Regions from separate parts of the Mus musculus genome. Here region 1 is linked to region 2. The links are chromatin contacts, called in public HiChIP or PLAC-seq maps. All regions are on one chromosome and are shown on one strand. The core of a region is the stretch at or near the end of the contact, and the rest is flanking DNA. Distances in the headings are between cores, read along the strand shown. Region 1 holds the start of Rab5a (RAB5A, member RAS oncogene family). Region 2 has its middle 42 kb from the start of Gm27217.

Evidence for each region. HiChIP or PLAC-seq counts read pairs in DNA pulled down with a chosen protein or histone mark.
Region 1: a contact with region 2 is called in an H3K27ac HiChIP or PLAC-seq map of double positive thymocytes, with 6 times the contacts expected there. The contact joins the promoter of Rab5a here to the enhancer-like site in region 2. A contact is called at or near these places in 15 of 39 promoter capture datasets (the 3T3-L1 cell line, 3T3-L1-derived adipocytes, the C10 cell line and 8 more), 2 of 484 Hi-C or Micro-C datasets (cortical neurons and pre-hematopoietic stem cells) and 19 of 115 datasets of contacts at active chromatin or transcription factors (the 230-238 cell line, the NIH/3T3 cell line, SST interneurons and 15 more).

The regions. Positions count from the first base shown.
Region 1 is chr17:53,476,641-53,481,670 of GRCm38.p6, forward strand. Rab5a (RAB5A, member RAS oncogene family) reads left to right here and starts at 2,594. Exons shown (of 6, transcript NM_025887.4): 1 at 2,594-2,968.
Region 2 is chr17:52,558,025-52,562,849 of GRCm38.p6, forward strand. No RefSeq gene overlaps it. Among named protein-coding and RNA genes, the nearest start is that of Gm27217, 42 kb to the right of the region's middle. Within about 2 kb of position 2,082, at least 13 of the 459 cell types and tissues checked have an H3K27ac peak or open chromatin away from gene starts, as enhancers often do. A contact at or near this core is called in double positive thymocytes and second pharyngeal arch cranial neural crest, where this site is marked.

The sequences.
Region 1 (5,030 bases), core at 1,344-3,843, 920 kb after region 2:
GGCCAATCTTACACTGTTGGATGCTAATAAGCACCACAGTTAGCCATCTGTCCTATTTTCTTTGGGACTTGTTAACTCCAGTTCTCAGTATTCTACTCATGTTGCAGAATATTTGATTATACTGTGAACCCTGAGATTCTGTTGTTTACTGGATAAACCTGTCTCTAGTTGTGGTACGGTTCACCCTTAGCATATACTACTTTAATCCCTCTGGCTAGAATACAGACATGCCCTTAGTATATACCTTTAATCCCAAACAATGAGAATAAAATTAGTTTGTAGAAGGAAGCGCACATGTTTGAAAGCGATGTCTAATTGAATGGCAGACAAAGTGACAAATCAGAGAAAGATATGACAGAACAGGATATGCTCAACTCTCATGAAAAGAAAGAGAAGCTACTTGGGATGGGCAGTGCGGAGAGAAAGGAGGCAGTTGTACTGGGAAAGCTTTAGAGAGAAAGACTGAAGAGAGAGCAAGCTAGACACAGGTAAGACAGAACCCACCAGAAAATGAGGAGCCAGAAGATTAGAACATACCGCCTGAATTAGTTTGAGGCCAAGCAGAGCAAAAAGTCAAAGGCCGAGTGAGAAGCCAGGTTGAATTAGCTTGAAGAGGAGTTTGAGCTGGAACCTCGGAGCTTGAAGGCATTCTAGGCCTAGATTAGATTGTACAGAGGCTAGAAACTTCCAGGACCAGTCCTAGATTAGCCGACTGTGGCAGTATGCAGAGACAGCAATTACTTCAGGTAAATAAAGGATACTACTACCTAAGAGGGCAGGACATCCTCTTCTGAGAGCCATATGGTATAGAGACATATATTCAAGAAAACATTCATAAACATAAAATCAAATTTAAAAATGATTTTAAAGAAAGAGTACTTGAAGTTAAGGAGGAAAAGTCATGGTGGAATATGAGAGTATTTGGGGGAAAGGAAATTGGAAGGGTGGATTTGATCAAAGCATTCATGTCCGTGTGGTTTGTGTATAAAGGAAGTTTGTAGTGCCAGATGTATAAACTGAGGCCACGACTACTCAAAGGCATGCTTGTTTGAAGGGAAGGAAGGGTTTTGTTGTAGGTATGAGGGAAAGTACAGCCAGAGGCATCTGGAAAAATCCAGAGCTGGGAGAGAAAAGTGTAGACTGGACATGGCCATGGGGTGGGATGGGGTAGTGAGACAGGAAGACAAAGGAGCAAAGGAGGCCACAGGAGAGGGGAGCGGGAAGGAGAGAGGGAGAGGGAGAGGGAGGGAGAGAGAGAGAGAGAGAGAGAGAGAGAGAGAGAGAGAGAGAGAGAGTCAAATAGTAGGGTTACATGGGAATGAGAAACTAGAAGAGGGAAGCTCATGACTTGGAGAAGTTTAGGGTAGGAAGTGGGGTGAGAAGAGCCACAGGTACTGAGTAAATCAGAAGGCTAGCCTTGTGTTTTGGTATGCTAATAGGCACCACAGAACCTTTCTGACAGAGACAAGGAATGACTCTTTTGATAGAAACCAGTGCCAGAATTTAGGGGAGTGGAGTATTTGGACCTATGCGGATCAAGGGAACGTCTTAAATAGGTGTGCTGTGGGCAGCCATAAACATCTTGGGCTGCTGTTCATTGGAATCTTAAGAACTAGTGTTATGGAGCCGGCTGCAGGCTAGACTATATCTAACCTGTGATCGTGGCCAAATTATTTGCCTCCCTCATTCATTCCACAAACATGCCAGGACTCTGTGTGCTTATCAACTGTGCTTATCAATGGGTGTGTGTGTGTGTGTGAGAGAGAGAGAGAGAGAGAGAGAGAGAGAGAGAGAGATCACTCCAAAATGTTTACTACTTAGTTCAATGGGGAATTCCAAATAAACGCTAATTATTAGGATTTCCTCCTTTTCACTCAAAAAACAAACAAAACAAAACAAAAAACCACACACACAGGTAAACTCTCAATAAAAGCAAGTTATTCTTTTGAGGTTTGCTGTCTAAAGGCAGCTTTTGAATTTAAGGGTCTTAATTCTCTCCGAGATCACAGACACGCCCATTCTCGGAAAAGCAGGGCATTTCCAGAGCCACAGGAGCCCTCGCTCGCCTAAACCCCTTTACTGAGCTGCTGAAGTGGTGTGAGAGGCCTGTGAGTGAACCATCAGACCGAAAATCGCCGCAATGGGAAGACAACCCAGGCTGACAATGGCAGTGGGGACCCTGTCAGCTCCGATGAGACCCATAAAACGCAGGTCTGGCCCACGCCTCTCGGGTTCCCAACCCGCCGGCTTAGAGCGCCGCCACCCAGATAACAATGGTGGTACTGAGGGTGGAGCCCCGGGGAGGAGGAAGGCAGAGCAAGGAAGTGAGTAGGTCTGGCCCCAGGGAATTGGAGAAGACACGTGACGCAACCCCACGCCCCCCTCTTCATTCCTGACGCTCCTGCCTCGCCTTGCAGCCGGAGCCCAAAGATGTCGGTTCAGATCAAGGAGGCGTTAGAGAGGGCCGAACTATTCTCCCTTAGCGCACCCGGGGATGTCACGTGACTTCGGCCCCGCCCCCTTAGGAAGCCGCTGCCGGCCTCCTGGGAGGGGCAGCGGCGGAAATGACGTCACGGCGTTCTTCGCTGCGTGCGGCTACGTGGCGGAGCCGGCGGAAGCAGTTCCTGCGCTGGAGCCCGAGTGTTTGTGTTTTGGTTCGTGAGGAGCCGGGGCGGTCTGAGGGGAGGAGACCGAGGGAGGAGGAGGAGGAGAACGACGACGACGAGGAAGAAGTCCTCGGAACTCGAGCGCGGCGACTCTGGAGGAGGAGGAGAAAGGAAGGCGGAACGGAGAGGCGGAGACGCAGCCCGGCAGGGGCGGCGGCACGGCGGGCGGCGCTCAGAGTCCCGCGCCGGCCAGGGTGAGAAGAAGGAGCGAGCAGGCGACGCCGCCGCTGCAGCCGCGGCGCATCCGATCTCCGGGCCGGGCCGGGCCGTGCGTGGCCTCGCTGCCGGGAGACGCGGCCCAGGTAAGCCGCCGTCGGGGCGGGTCCCTGTGGTCCCGGGCCGGGCTTGGGGCCTCCAAGCCGCCGCGGGCCCTCAGCGCTTAGTGACTCATTCTTCTAGCAGCTTCGGGGCCTGGGACGTGGGGAATCCTCTGAGGGAGCGGCGGGTGGCACCCTCTTCCCTTCACAAGATGGCGCCGTGGGAAGAGCCTGGGGCCCTGGCGGTCTCCAGCCCGGTCTTTGGGGCTCTGTCCCGGCTACTGAGCCGGATCGCATCCGGGGTGACGGGGGTGGCTCAGGAGCGCGCCCACCAGGCCCAGCGGAGCTCCTGGCCCCGGCACCCCGGTTTGATTTCTCGGCTTCTTCCAGACAGGAACCCAGGCCTCCAGCAGGTGGGGATTGGGGAGCTCCGCCTACCTCTGACCGGCTTGGCCGGGCTGTGCGAGTAGTGGGATCCTCTGGTCCCTTCCGTGGGAGGTGGGAAGCCCGGGCCAAGGTGCGAGCAGGTTAACATCCTAACGCCTCCAGAAGTTTAAAGCTTTGACTGTCACTCTTGGCATATTAGTTTTTGCCTCGCCGAAATGGATTTAAAGTTCTGAATCAGTTGCCTTGCACGTAACTAATTAAAAAAAAAAAAACTGTTACATCTTCCAGAATATTGAGGTCTGCCCAGAATCGTTCTTAATGTAAAATTTGAACCCGTGGGGTTGTGAACAAAGTAGGCAGCACAACAGTGCCTGGCACAATTTAAGGGCTCAGTGCAATTTTTTTAATCAAAGACTTCCTAACTGTATAAAAAAACTATTTTAAAGATTGGAGATGCATATTATGCAAAAGTTTTCTTTGACGGAATAAAAGTACAAGTTATAAGTGCAGAACCTCTGTGCACTGAGCAGTAGCTTCACTGAACACCCCCAGCCCTCGCACTTAACATTAATACCATGTTCAACCTGTGTAGGTTTATACTTGGGCTTATTTCCGTTTGAGGTCTTTGGAAGTAAAAGATTTAGTAGCTTTGCACTTTAAAAGACACTGACTGTGAAGGCACCCCGCCTGTCATCCCAGCACTCTGGAAGCTGAGGTAGGTAGGATCAGGAGTCCAGGCCATCCGTAACCTATCCTGTGCTTGCCTAGGCGACAAGTCCCTGTCCCTCAAAAATGTGATCGGGATGTGGGGCAGGAAACAGTTTTTAAAAACTAAGTACAAAATTTTGTTTGTATTTTCTGTGAGAATCGATGTTTTCCCTGAGATTTTGGAAGTACCATAGGAATACAGAACAAGTTTTGTCCTGGATAAGTCATTTACTGTTTTATAGGTAAGGAACAATTGAGAAACATTTAAGCTGAAGGTATGTTGGTGCCTTTTTCAGTCTGTATGAAGTCTATTGATCTACAAGCATTAATTAATTAACTAATTCACCAAGAGGCCATTTTAATTGCCAGTTTCAAACACTGTGTACTTAGTAAGCACTGTATCAGAGACTAGATATGTTGTCTTATTTAATTCTTAACAGTTGCTGTGCAATGTTAGGGTATAATGAATATAGAAAATTTGAAAATTAAAACTTAGATTGACATAGCTGAGACTAGACTTCAGAATCTGGTTTGTTTTATGGATTGGGGAGAAATGGGAATTTTGCTTAATTACTTTTGACAAGCTCTCACAGTATAGTTCTGGGTGACTTGAAACATGCTTTGCAGGCCAGGCTAACTTGGAACACACAGCCATTCATCCACCTTTTTCTGGCCCTGGAGTGCTAGAATTAAAATCTTGGCCCACTGTGTCTGTTGTTTTGAGACAAGCCTTGCTAAATATTTCTGACTGGCATGCTTCTGTCTCAGCTTCTCAAGTTCTAGGACCACAGACAAGCTCCATCATGCCAGGATGAAATGGTAGTTTTATTTATGTGCTGTTGGTTAGAAGCAGCTCAAACATTTCATCTGTAAATGTGTTGGTATTTATTGGTAAAGATAGGAACTCTTCAAAGCTAGTAACTAGATTAGGCTAGAAGATGGTATCTTAAAAACGGAGCTGGGCTTGGTGTGGCATACCTTTAATTAGAGAACTCAGGAGGCAAAGGCAGAT
Region 2 (4,825 bases), core at 832-3,331:
TTTCAGAGTATAATTATAACATTACTTCCTTCTCATTCCTCCCCCCAAGCCCTCCCATCTATCATTCCTATCTCTTTCAAATGTGTGCTTCTTTTTCATTAAGTGTTATTACATGCATATATGTGTATATAGATCTAAATTACTAACTGTAACCTGCTCAGTCCATATAATGTTTCTTTTGTGTATGTTTCAGGGCTGAACATTGGCACTAAACAAACAATTGGTGTGCTCTTCCATGGGGAGGACCATGTCTCCCACACTAAACTTTCCATGGTTGCCTGTAGTTTCTTGTCTAGGGTTGAGGCATCCTTGTATTTCTCCCATCCAGTTTAGCAAGTTTAGCATGTCCTTCTCATTCAAGTCACATTTGGACTGCCATGTGGATGAGACTTCATGGTTGTACCGTCTGATATTATTAAGAGACACAAACTCACAGGAAACTCCCAGATCCTCTGTTTCTTATAATGTTTCTTCTGCATTTTTACTGGCTGTGATTTTCTTTGGTGGTCTTTGTCTGTAACAAAGAGAAGGTTCTTGGATGAGTATTGAAGACTACACTTACTTGTAGCTATAAGGACAAATGTTTATAGATTTAGGGTCATAATTATATTGGCTTAGTAAATCTGGTCATAGATTCTCCTCCAATAACCATGAACTTGCTAGCACTTGGTAGCTAGCTAGGTTTCCAGTATCAGAAATGCCTTTCCTCTTGTTTTGTGGGTCTTAACTCCAATTACAGAGCTGTTGGTTACTTCCAGGATATGTGTACCACTACTCCCTGCACCTTAGGGTTATTGTGTCATACTGGCCATTGATGTGGGTCATAGGTGTCATGTCTGGGTAGGACGGCTGGTTGCCTTCGTCCTTTGGAAACTTGCATGATTCCTTCTGGTGTCATAAAACCTAGCGCTTGGGAAGGGTTTTCAGGTCAGCCCCAGCTCGGAAGCCTCTGGTCATTGTTTCTGAAGTGCACACTATCTTCAGCAATGGAGGCTTACCTTTCATTTCTGGTGCTGGAGGAGTAACCAAGGGTATCCGTGATAGGTTGTGTGTTTTGGGAGCCTCTTAGAGAGCCCTGACTCCATTTTTTTTCTCTTTTCAATCACTCAGGCAGTTTTATTATTTCCCTTCATTTTGGCGCATTGAGTGTAACTTGGGAGGGTGGGCAGTGGAGCCTTACCAGCAGGTGCTTTGTCCTCACAAACCATTTGGGAGTGCTCCTGCTTTTTGAAAACTCCTAATAACATTCATTTTTTCCCTCTCCTCACTTTTTTTCCCTCTCCCCACTTGTTTTCTTTTCTTTCCTTTTTTTTTTTTTTTTTTTTTTTTGGCCAATTCTCTGTGTTGATCCTTGAAATAATTTTTTTTTTCAGCATAGAAAAGAAAAGTACGCTTGTTTTGGATGATGCGTAGGAGAAATGAATCAACAGGGGTGGGGTTTTGATTCCTCATTTTTAAACTACAAACTGCGTGGTCTGAATAAAGCCTACAGCTTCCTCTGACTACACAACAAAGGAGACAAACATTCATTTTCTACAGGATGAAACATACCTCTTTGTATGGCATAGCTCTTGAAAGTGACACTCTTATGGCAGATAAACAAACTGTGGTGTGCAGCCTCTCCTCCCCTGATACTCAAAATCTGTATAATACTTTATATAGAGTAGCTAGGACCAAACCCAGGGAGACTGGCTGTCAGTAGCTCAGACTGTTTACCTAGCATCCTATATATACCCTTTTAGCTATCACCAAGAGATATTTTGTCGAGCCATGATGGTGTCAAGTATATAAATATCATTTATGCAAAATGTTTACATTTGTCTATTAAAGCAAGAAAATCTTTGTTGATTTGAATTTTTGAATGTGCAATCTAATTTCAACAATTTTGATTTCTTCCACAACTAAAAGACCAAGGATATGCTTATGTGTTTTCTTGCATAATGTTAAGAACCCCGAGTAAGAAAGCCATGAGTGGGAGGCAATGTTAATCATAGTGAGAGGTTTAATCTCTCACCAGACACCTCTAACAGTTATCTGTCATAGTGTGTGCGCGCTCCACTTGTTGGGGCTTTCTGCTATAAAGATGCAATCAAACTGCTAGCCACTAGATGGCAGTCATACCACATGAGTCCCCAGTCTAAGCGCATTCTTTAAGACTGAAACAAAATTAGTCATCATGTCAAAGTAAAACATATCTGGACTTAGTGGAAGAGGGTGCGCCTAGCCGTGCAGAGACTTGGTGTGCTAGGGTCGGGGAATCTCCAGGAGGGGGCTTCGTTCTTCGCAGAGAAGAAGGGGAGAGAGGGATAGGAGAAACGGAGTGTCCAAGGTGTCCTGGGAAAAGGGAGGGCAGCATTCAGGGCATAAATTGAATAAATTAATAAACTGATGGGAAAAATAAGAAATAATAAAATGATATTAAATTTAAGAAACAGTAGGACACTTAAGATGTGAGCCTAGACCTGATAATGGATCTACTTCTCTGATTACTGATCAGATGCTAGGACCTATGTTGACCCCAGGAATAAGGACTCGGCAGAGATTATAGCTAAAAGGAGCTGCTCGTGAGTGATTATCCACCTCTGCCCCACCCATCCCATTCAGTTAGAAGTCACTTCCTGTTCCTTGAGTAACTAGAATCATTTTGAATAACTCATTACAGAGAAATTCGGGAAATTAAAAATAGTTTATCTGCAATAACATACCAAAATAATTAATTTCATAAACATGTAAATTTATATGACTACAAGAAAATATATAATAGATGCTACATATTTATTTTGCTTTAGTAGAAGGGATTATTGTTGCAAAACAGAGCATTTGGGATGCAAATGCAAATTTGTCGTAACATACATGCGTTCATTTAATGCTTAGCGTCCTCAACTTTGCTCTCATTCAAGAAATGCATCTTCTGAGATTGCCCTTGACACATTCAACACAAGGCCCCAGAGTGCCGTAATAGTCTTCAGGGCACCACGCCTAGTGATGCATGCCTTTAATTCCAGAACTCGGAAGACTGAGTCGAGAAGACCACGCCAGCCAAGACTGTACAGACTTAGAGGATTGTGTGAAATATAGTGGGTATCTGCCTCAGGAAGAGGAGAAGGAAAGAAAATAAAACCAAGAGTTCAGTGACCCTTTCTTTTTCACAAGAACAGGAGTTGAAAGGGTTAAAAGAAAAATGAGTAACTCTCCATATTGCAGAATCCAGGAAGATAGATCCAGCCCTAGTATCTCATTGGTAAACCCCAACTATATTGCCTACTACACAGAAACTAGTTTATATACATTAGTCTCTAAAAGCTTTTTGTGGCCTCACTGTGGCTTGAATTTCCATGTATGTACAAAAGCATGCTTATGGCAATTAAACTCATTGGACAGTGACAACTGTAGAGACGATAGTACCATCTCACAGACCAGAGACCAAAATAGTATTTATCGCTTTCATTTTCCTTTGGTCTCCTACAGCTTTAACCAGACACTGCAAGGCTGCTGATGCTCCAATTTATCTTGCTGCAACTAGTAATTATCAAGGCAATAATTATGACATGGCATAGGTTTATAGGACAGTCTTTCATGTTTATTTCCCTAAAGATGAAACAACAACAACAATAACAACAGCAACAACAAAACTTTCTGGGAAACCTTGTGCTGATGGGAAACTCCAGGTTGGGGTACTGTGCAATGTCTGGTAACAACAATTGATTCTGAAATGTGATAATCAACCAATCACTGAAGAAGTCAAACAAATCCTTAAGTCAGAGAAAAACCTCTTTTTATCTGGTTCTCTTGGCTTTTGAACAAGTTTATGATTATATGCCTCTTACTTTCTTGGTGCACAATGCCTTGCTTTCTTCCTCCCTCCATTCTTTACAAAATTATGAATCCTTTAATGAGTTCCATGTCATTTTCTAAATAAGGATCATACTAAGGAATTCAGGCTACAAAGGCAAAGAACTCTTCGCCTAGAAGAGAACTTGGAAATAAAACTCCATTTTAAAAATGGATATGAAAGCCAAGACAATGGTTCAGTGTGTAAGAGAGCTGGCTATGCAAGCACATGGACCAGAGCTGACTCCCCAGTAACTCCAGAAAGAGCAAATGTGGCATGAACTCATATGACCTCATGGCTGGGAGGGATGAGACAAGAGGACTTCTGGGACTTTCTGGATGTTGGCCTAGCTCTGGATTCAGTGAAATCCTGTCTCAAAAAGAACAAGACAAAGTGTGGAGCAGAGACTGAAGGAATCACCATCCAGAGACTGCCCCACCTGGGGATCCATCTCATATACAATCACCAAACCCAGACACTTTTGTGGATGCCAACAAGTGCTTACTGACAAAAAAACCTCTTATAGTTGTCTCCAGAGAGGCTCCACCAGTGCCTGACATATACAGAAGTGGATATTCGCAGCCTATCATTAGATTGAGCACGGGGTCCCCAATAAAGGAGCTAGAGAAAGGACCCAAGGAGCTTAAGGGATTTGCAGCCCCATAGGACAAACAACAATATGAACTAACCAGTGCCCCCAGAGCTCCCAGGGACTAAATCACCAACCAAAGTCTACACATGGTGGGAGTAATGGCTTCAGCTGCATATGTAGCAGAGGATGTCCTAGCCAGTCATCAATGCGGGGAGAGACCCTTGGTCCTGTGAAGGCTCTATGCTCCAGTTTAGGGGAATGCTGGGGCCAGGAAGTGGGTATGGGTTGGTGAGCAGGGAGAGAGGGGAGGGGATAGGGGGTATCAGAGGGGAAACCAGGAAAGGGGACAACATTTGAAATGTAAATTAAGTAAATATCTAATAAAAAAAAAAGAAAAATAG